Linked DNA regions of Gossypium hirsutum: region 1 is linked to region 2. A link is a contact called in public Hi-C data. All regions are on one chromosome and are shown on one strand. Each heading gives the region's core, a stretch centred on a gene start, on an enhancer-like site or on the middle of the called end of the contact. The rest is flanking DNA. Distances are from core to core; before and after follow the strand shown.

Evidence for each region. A called contact is a pair of places that touch in the nucleus more often than the background predicts.
Region 1: a contact with region 2 is called in a Hi-C map of leaf, with 3 times the contacts expected there. The contact joins the enhancer-like site here to the promoter of LOC107886724 in region 2. A contact is called at or near these places in 12 of 34 Hi-C or Micro-C datasets (anther, callus, hypocotyl and 4 more).

The regions. Positions count from the first base shown.
Region 1 is chrA03:104,658,135-104,663,174 of Gossypium_hirsutum_v2.1, reverse strand. It overlaps the pseudogene LOC107886725. Among protein-coding and RNA genes, the nearest start is that of LOC121225283, 31 kb to the right of the region's middle. Within about 2 kb of position 3,099, at least 7 of the 9 cell types and tissues checked have an H3K27ac peak or open chromatin away from gene starts, as enhancers often do. A contact at or near this core is called in leaf and stem, where this site is marked.
Region 2 is chrA03:104,592,472-104,597,363 of Gossypium_hirsutum_v2.1, reverse strand. It overlaps LOC107886724 (ADP-ribosylation factor GTPase-activating protein AGD3), which reads left to right and starts at 2,453. Exons shown (of 19, transcript XM_016810774.2): 1 at 2,453-3,358; 2 at 4,286-4,362. The coding sequence starts at 3,314.

The sequences.
Region 1 (5,040 bases), core at 1,850-4,349, 65 kb before region 2:
ATTTAAGTCACTAGGCTGTTAAATTCATAAAACAACTTTGAACATCATGAATCTGCGAACCAAAATCCAAAGAGCTTTCTTCTCCAATCTCTGACACTAACTATCAAGTCGACTTGGATCTAATATATGTTATTCTACTCACCGATAGGTACTAATCCACCATACTGATCATCAATTTGTTGCTTGAAACTCGCTAACTAAACTTAAAAAAAATAATAAAAAAAACCTTAACTACCCAGTAACTTAAATTAAATGAAAACTTTCAAATAATTCAATAACTTAATGAAAACCTCGTACGATTCAATGACCATTTTATAACTTTTTGAAATTAAAAATGACCAAAACATAAACTTACTAATAAATTAGTGAACTTTAATGTAATTTACCCTGGCTTTTGGGTCCATATTTAATAAAGCATTGTTATTTAACCACATGATTACAGCTGCCATGATACATCATATGTACATAAGCAAGAACCACTTTACAGGTTGGATAGATGAAATTAATGGAAGATTTTCGCTAATCCATTAATGGAGTAGCGTAATTATTTAACCACATGGTTGCAGATTTGTATATGATTAACTCGATTCTTCCAAACTAATCTTCAATTACCGACTATATATGAGATCTGCACCAAACTTGAGCCTGTCATATAAGCCACTGACCTACAAAGATCATGCAAGGAAAGCCTAAAGCCATAAGAATACGCGAAATAACACAATATTAAGAATGAAGATATTCATTTAACATTCGGCTGGCGTGCTTATACATTAACTCTCCATTCTAAAAAGCTCTATAACATAAGCGTTATGTTGATTAAAAAAAATGAACTCGGGGAACTGTATAAACTTAAAAACTACTGAAAGATACTCTAGTAGCACAGTCAAAAGACGTTCTCTTCAGCCCTCTTGGTCCAAGCCCTCTGGCTGTGATTTTACTCTATAGCTGCGACCACCTTTTGGTATAACCGGAGTACCATTCGCGGCGCTTACTTCTGGTATATCATCTTCTGTTGCATCATCTTCATCGGATTTGGCTGCGCCAGCAGCAATGCCCACAGGGAGTCTTGTTGGGTTCAATGACTTCTTACATTCATTTTCCTTCTCCTGAACCTCACTTACATCGCATACTAGTTGAAGGATGCCTGGTTTTCTCTTTGGGATGAAAGTCACCAGCTTTGGAAGATCACAAGGTGCATCCTCCTGCTCTGACAATGATTCTGTACATTTAGTATTTGGAACAAGCTTAAGGACGTCCTTCCAAGCTTGAGCATTAGATTCTTCACCAATTTTGCTTGATGAATCAAAACAGTAGCGTGTATACCTAGAAGGATTCTGTAAATAATCTGGAACGGCTCTATCATTTTCAGCAGGTTCTTCAGAATTCATTAGCAAAATGCCTGTTGGATGATCCTCAGATTTTTCAAATTGCTCTTCCCAACCATCTTTGCAAGCAGAGTCAAACCGCACACACTTTCGTGGCTTGAAACCTGTACCACTGTCTTTCCTTTTTAATATAGACCTCAAATGACAACCATTATCAGATGCCTTCATATCTGATAATTCCCTAATTTCTGAAATTGACCCATCACAATAATTGAGCTTCTGAGCTTCTTCATCATCTTCTTTCAGCCTGATTCTCGCTGCCATATGATTTGCACTGTGGTCCTAGTTACTAGTGGTATGGTTCAATGCTCTTTGAAGGATATTATGAGAATTCAAAAAGGACCCATGATCAGCAATATCACTCATGTAAAGGCGTTCACCAGCATTTTCTCTGCCAGAAGCCACTTTGTCATATCCATCTTCCTCTTCCTGTGACATTTAGTAAACAAACTTCAACTCAACTGCAAATAGATTGAAGGAGAAAAGGAAGAGGTGGGGAGTGATCTGAAGACAAAAGAAACAAAAACACAGGTACTCTGTACACAAAATATTCATCAAATTGTTTGACAACTATATTAAACAACTAAGAAACAATTTCTCTCCCATACTCAATATGTAAAAAAAAAGCTTTTTATTGGTATTTTAAGCTAGAGACCAAAAAAAAAAATCATGCAAGAATCATTGAAGTCAGCCTCAATCACACTGTATTATAGGTAATTCAACACAGTAAATGCATGATACTAAGAAGTTTGAACCATGTTCGAAAACTATTCCAGATGTACCTGATGCTTTCATTCCATCCATATAAAATGGAAAAGGCCTACGGGTTTCTAATCAGCTCAAAATAAAGGGTTCTTTTCTCAATTATTGATTCACATATAATGTCATCCTAATGTCAAAAGAGTAACAATCGTTCAAAAGAGTAACAAACGCTTCTAAGTATCGGTTTAAAAGTTCACTTAGCAGCCACTGAAGATCAAAATTCCTTAACCTAAATACCCAGATAATTTTCGTACGAGAAAGAATCAATAAGCAAACGGATGTAAACGATTACAAACAAAATTAATTAACAAAGAATTTTATTTAAAAAATAACATATGTATACAAACACAGAGTCTAGAAAACGAAAGAGGTTGTAATATACCTCATTGTCGAGAGTGGAATCCATTCCAAGACAAGATCTGATTTCCCACTCGTCTCCATACTCGTCGATTTTTCTACTATGTAACTGACTCGAACCTCCGTCGTTGTCGTCGTCGTCATCATCATCATCGTTATCAAGATCATCCTCCGTTTCTTTCCGCCTCCCACTCCTATACTTCCTTCCCTCCTTCAAAAACTCGTCAAACGACGAGGAACACAACGTATCCTCTCGATCGGCTGCGGATTCTCTCCTCCATTCTCTCCTCTCGACCTCGTCGTCAGAGAGGGACTAGAGAGGCGGCCGCTGCTGCTGGGATGAAGACTGCGATGATTGGAGAGATCCGAAGATTTTTTCTACTCGAAGTTTAAAGCTATCGTCCATGGAATGGTTGAAGTCGGCTTTGGGGACTTTTCGTTGAGGGCCTTCCGGATTTTAATGTTTCGAAGGAACACCGCCTTTGCTGAGAGTTTCTTTTTTTTTTTGGTAAATTTAATTTGAATAATTTAAGGATGAGATTGAACCTTTCGTATGGAATGGAACCCAATCCGAGTTGCTGCTGCTAATTGGGAAATTCCTTCCTAATCCAAAGATTATAAACTTGTTCGTGTTGGGCTTCAAACTGAGTCCGGCCCAACCATTTCTTCTAATGATTTCTTTCCTCTCAATCATGTCAAAGTTTTGGAGAATTGGATTTGGTTCGGTTTGGTTAGATTTATTATATAATTTGATTTGATTTGATTTGATTTAATTTAAAGATGGTAAAATTTGAATTGTCTAATGGGTATGGATTCTAATCGATTCACTTCGAATAGATCAATTTTTTTTGTTTGAAAAGTAGATGTGCAAGACATGGTGGATTTTTTTTTATCTTGAATAGTGAGTATAAATCGATTATGATAATTGCATGCCCCGTCTTGAGTCACTCCACTATATAAATTATTATTTTATCCTCGTATACATAAACTATTAGAAAGAGTAAAATGTAATAACATAGAAAAAAAATCATGTCTTATATTTAAATATCTATTTTTTGAAGAATTATGTTAGATTGAAAAAATTAAAGATAAGAAGCTAAAATTAAATTGAAGTGGAGCTAGGTGGGGTAGGGTGGGGCAGGGCAGGGCAGGGCAGGGCGGGGCGGGGATGAATACATCCAACATCCGTGGAGGTGGTGGTGGTTTTTAAGATTATATATTTATAGTAGAGCAGGGTGGGTAGTGGAGTAGAGCGCGCCAATTGTGGAGCGGTAGTAGACTTAGCAATATTGCCCCTACCCCTGCTCCATTGTCATCCCTAATTCAATTTGGTTTTTAGTTTTTCATGTTCTTTTTAAGTTTTAGATTTTCTGACTTATTTTGACAAAATGAACTCTGTTTTATGGTTTTTACATGTTATTTGGTAAAGTTTTAAAGCCTTTCTTATAAATATTTCTAAAAGAATGATTTTTTAAACAAATAAATATATGATTAATGACTCTTATATAATATTTTTGAAACAAATATCTATAGAACTTTTAAATTATTTTTACTATTTTTTTTAGTTCCAAAAGCAATATTTGCAAGTAGAAACTAAGCAGTGCTAGAAATAGTACTACGAGCAATACCAACTACTTCAAGCACTGGGGAAGAATAAAGCAGGAAAATAATGAACACTCAATGTGTTTATGCAATTCAGTTTCTTTACGTCTAGGTAGCCTTGCCAAAATTATACTCCTCATTTTGTACCTATTATCTAAACAACTTTCCTTTAAGTTCCCCTCTAAAAACCTAGGGTATTAACCAAGTAACACACTTAATTTTACACTTAACGGGTTTAAAAGAAACATTCCTTAATGAAGAATAAGTGTTCTCAGTTTAGTACATCAGATGTACAAGTCTCCTCGATTTAAAAGGAATAAAGACTTACTAACATTCTATATCAATTGCAATCGATCTTCTCTTGAAACCAACAAGATAATAAGTATAAAGACTATCTTCGATCAACTAAGGATAAGTCTTAAATCTCTATGATAGACTTCCAAGTTTCACCCAATTCGATCTGATCCACAAACTTAGGAAGTTAATAGCTTTGATCCAAATCCAAACCTATCTCCAAGATTTGTTGCTATGTGTAGTTTAGATATTAAAGATGGATTGACAATCATCCAAAGTAAACATGATAAGCTTTTTGAGTGAGAGTAATGCCACAACCAGTTGGCATTATTCTAGACACTACTAAAAAACTATCTCAACAATTTCCTCATTTGAAATTTTTTTTAACAAAATCATAATAAGAGAACAATTTGCATGCCAGATACAAATGTTCCCCTAAGTAACTCCTCCTTAATCCATCATGCTCAACTAATAACATAACCAAGAAAATCAATCATTAATGTAAAATAAATAAGGATCACATTAATAATCAAACTACTGGAAACTATATTATAGTAGGCAAATAGAAAAAAAAGGTTCATAACATTATAACCAAAATATAACTATTTTGATGTCTAAATAATTACAAACCCCAAAATTT
Region 2 (4,892 bases), core at 1,204-3,703:
TTTAATCTTGATAAATAATACCAAAAACCTTTTAATAGATCCATTTTGAGTTGAAACATCCATTGATTGGCGAATTTCCTCTCAAAATTCAAGATCCACTATTAAAGAACCATGTGTTCTTAGAAGAAGATGACATTGATAAAAATCCTTTAATTGACTCTCAAATCATGTAAAAATGTTTTTAATCTTCATAAAAACAAGTTTAGGATTGAAGATTACCTTTGATTCACTCTAGATTCGTTGATTGAAAATCTTGATTTAAGAAACTTGAGAAATTTTAGAATATTCTTAGCTACTTTTGAAAATAATTTCGGATGAATTGAGAGTGTATTTTGAAAAGAAAATTGGTTGGATCTATTATTTGATAATAGATCTTTAAAACCATGCAAAGAAAACTAATTTATAACTTTCTAATTTTATGTAAATGGTGTGAAAAGCAGGTTAGATGCATTGTGCTTAAAACTGAAACAACTCACCAGAAATTTAAAATTTGGGGAATTTGCCTAATTGCTACTCCCACATTTCCCTTACTTTGCCAATTGATTATTTCCCTAAAAAATTTCGAATTTTAAGGTTTATTTGCCAAATAAGTACTCCAAAATTTCCCTTATTTTACAATTTAATCTAATTTAATTAATATTTAAATTTAACTTAAATTAACCCCAATAAAAATTATTTAAAATATTTTTCGATCCAAATAATTATTTTCACTAATAATTATTCAATTACTTTAAAATTAATTTTCCAAAAATATTTTTATTTTTTCAGCTTATTGTTTAATTGATTTTAGATGAAATTAACCTCCTAACTTAAATTAAAAATTACTAGAAGCCCCATAAATTCCTAGTTTCACGCTAGGAACTCAAAAAATATACTCAAAACTATTAGACTCGGTTTAGGGATATTACAACTAATCATACATGTTACTCGCTGAGATTGTCCCAAGACGACTCATTTTTGGTACATGATGTGATGGGTGTTGATTTAATGGTTATACACTAAACATCATTCTAATTAAGTAACTTCCCACAAAGATCTACTAAAGTTAGAATGATGGCCAAATGCGAAGCAATTATTAGTACGTGTGAATACCTAAGAAATTAGGTTCACGTATTAATTGGATGGAAATCCATGTTCTTACTAGTTGATTAATATTGCCCCAATGTGACTTAATTCAATGTTTGTAGGAATTATCGTTGCAACGACATACAAATATTTTCAAGATTTAATTTAAACGTATGCATCATCTTAATGCATATTAAATATTGCAAAAGGCTTTTCAAATATTTGTTTAATACAAAAATATTAATTAATGAATATTTTATTTTTAATTTGAAAATGATACTTATTCACTTACTAAACATACTTAGTAACAACAAACTGAATGAAAATAACTAAGGGATAGAATAGGAACTTCATAATTGTTATGAGCTGTGACAAAGAACAAACTGAATGAAAATAAGGAATACAACAGGAATTTCATGATTATCATGAACTGTAACAAACTAAAACAGTTATTGATAATAATGGTTCTCCGATCACTGAAGCCGAGACTAGAAAACGTTGAAAGAAATTTGATAAAGTAGCTCGTTGCTACATTCTAGCAAGCATGACCATCACCTTTTATAAGAATCCATGAAAATAGGTAAAATAGTCGGCAAAGCAATCAAGAGCCTCCATCTTTTTAGCTCGAATAAAATGACTGTCATACCAAAAAGGAAAAAATCCCAATCAAACATGTTCTCATATCCCAGTAACAAAGCTCGAGAAATGCTATCCCGAAATATAGAACTTAACATATGATGGACGAAAAGCAAATTTAGGTCCCAAGAAATACTGTCTCAAAGAGCAGAGGAGAGGATCTATCATCTCGACTGCCCAGAACAAAAATGCCCACAACAAATGTCATGTTCAATTGTTGCAGATATTTTGGGGGCGGTGATGAGTTGAGTAACTGTGCTCAAGTAAGGCTGAAATTTCTTGGTTGCCTTTCCATTACAATTTTAATTTTCAGGTCCCCACCCTTCGCCCTCCTCTCTTTCCACCGATTCATAATATATATGCTAGATATTTTGATCAACACCAAGTCTCAGAGAAATTTACATTTAGAAAGAATAAATATTCGAATTTATAAAAAATTATTATGATTAATTAAGATTTGGAACATATATGAATACAATGGATGGAAATGTAATCTATGCAGATTGCGTTCAATTATCCAAAAAGAATGATAATTAAAATTTGGCAGGTGACGGGACCGACCGGAGCAAGAAAATCAAAATGGAAGAGGAAAGAGAGTAGTTCTAGTTTGGGTCCCGCTTCCTCGATTGCTGAGTTAGCGAGACAGAAGCATCTTTCAGTTTCTATGATCTACTACCACTCGCTCATGGCGCGTTATTTTCCAATCTCCCACCAATTCAAACTTCAAAAAGTAGATATTTCATTACACGCTTCTCCACTTGTACTCTTCACCTTTCTCTTTTCCCCTTTTTTTCTCTCTGAATGAGGGAGGGGTAAGGAAGGTAGCTCCTGTCAGAAACACACAGTCGTAACGCCGTTTTCAAGAACATCCTCGAAACGACGACGTAGGTTTTGGTATCCACAGCACGCTGTTAAAAATTTTGGCTCCACTAAACGAAATCGTAGATTAAAAGGAAAAAAAAAAGTAAGGGAAGGGAAGGGCTAATTATGTCTGTGTGTTTTCGCTTTTATCTAAGTTGTCTTTGTGTCTCACCTTCACGCATGTTATGGACATTTTTTAGGTTTAATGTATGGAAAATGGACTAATTAATTTCTTTTTCTTTTTCCTTTTTGTTTTAGTTTCTTCCTTACTCACTCACTCTCTCAATTCCCAAGGCTCTCACCCTTAAAAACAACCTCCACTTCCTCTAATAAAATCTTATGTTTTCTTGTCCCTTCCTTCCTCCTCCACTTTCTCTTTTCTAGGGTTTTATTTTATTTATCTTCTTTCGGTTATATATATTTTTTTACCTTTCTTTGTGTTAAATTGAAACCTCAAAGCAAATAGTATTACACATAAAGCGAAAAAAAGAACTGTAAACAAGATTAAAAAAAAAAACTTTCTGTTAAATTAAATGCCGTGAAATCCATGTGAATCGAGTTGATGGAGCTGAATTTCTTGCTCTGGAAGCCGACTGTTGTCAAGTCACCTCGTCTTTACTTTTTGGGAGGGTTTGAATCAGAGTGAAGGGGAGATCTCAGGGGTTTAGTCTTATTCTACGAAGGATCGAGCATTGATGTAATGTTAATTAAGATTTTATCGTGAAGAGAAGAAAGAATCTTGGCCTCCACAATGCATTTCGCTAAGCTCGATGACTCTCCCATGTTTCGCAAGCAGGTTTCTCTCTCTCGACGTTCTTTACTTAGCTGGAACGAAGTCGAGGACATTGTAGATTTACATACTCCCCCCCCCTCCACCCTCCAAAATTGTTTACATATTTAGCTGAATTATTTCAGGTTGCTTATTTTGATTGCCATTTTTGTAACCTTCAGTGCTTTGTTCCCCTTTGGTTGTCGGAGAAAATAAGGCAAAAGAAACAAAATAAAAGGGGAATATTTTCCCCATTAATTTTATCTTTCTAATGGCTGCTTCAAAGAATTTGGCTAGATCAGCGGTAGTTTTTGTATAATTAATGGTTGTATATTTTGCATAAAAAATGTTTTGTAGATTTGGGGAGATTTATTTTATTCTAAATAGAGTTGGAGCATGTGCCTAGTTCGATATCTAGCTTGACTATCAGTATCCATGATTGGTGGGTTTAAAAGATTGTTTAAAGAGTGATCCTTGATCTCTCCTGGTTTGCGATAAGATGTATTTTCTGAAAATTGAAACTATAGGGCACTGATTTTCAAATGATCTCTTATGTTTTCTTAATTTGATGGGATTAAGTTCTCTTTATGAATAGGGTGAGATAAGAATGGAATCACGTTGGAGAATTTTAGTGAACTTTTTATCTCATGAGTATCTTTGTCAAGCGCTAACCTTTACATCCACATTTGTATTTTGTACATGCTGATTATAGTGGGATGGAGTATCTCTTTTTGCTTAAAGACATTCTTTACTTTTACAATTATATTGTAACTGTATTTTCTCATGGATTTGAAAAGTTCTTAATACTTGAGTATCATAATTTTGTGTTCTACGCATAGTAACCTTACTATTTGTCTGATGGACTCTAATGCTAGAGCTTTATGAGATAGTATATCTGTTTAGTTATTTATGGACCATGTATAGATAATTTATAAATTTTATTTGGTGAGACAGATACAATGCATGGAGGAAAGCGCCGAGTTGTTACGTGAGAGAAGCTTAAGGTTTTTCAAAGGATGCCGAAAATACACGTACGTCTATATCTTCAAATGATCTATGAATCTGATTGTTTTAATCAAAACAATATCCCTTTTTACTGAACGAAAGAAGTATATCAGAACGTGACATGGCCAAACTTGAGTTCTAAATTAAATAAAGAAATAGTCCAATATGTCTTTATAATGGGCAAAGTATTTGTTGATTGTTGCTTTATGCCTCTCGAACATAAAGGGTTTCTGTTACTATGTATTAATAGTCATTGCCTATATTTGTTCACAACTTTCTGCCAGTTTATGGAAGTTTCTTATGTTTTCAACATTCTTTCTTACCTGTAGGTCAAACATATGACAAAAAAAACTGAATGCAACCTTGCATTATAACACAAAAACTTCAATATTTATGTATCCGTTAGTTACTTTTCTTTGGTACTTGACCATGGTTCCATGCTTGTGGTTTTACACCAGGATACTGATACTCGTAAATTTCCTGACTATTACTGTAAAAGCTGTCATATAATTGTAGCTCTCAACTGGAATAGACTTTTTCTTTCCTTTTTTGGTTT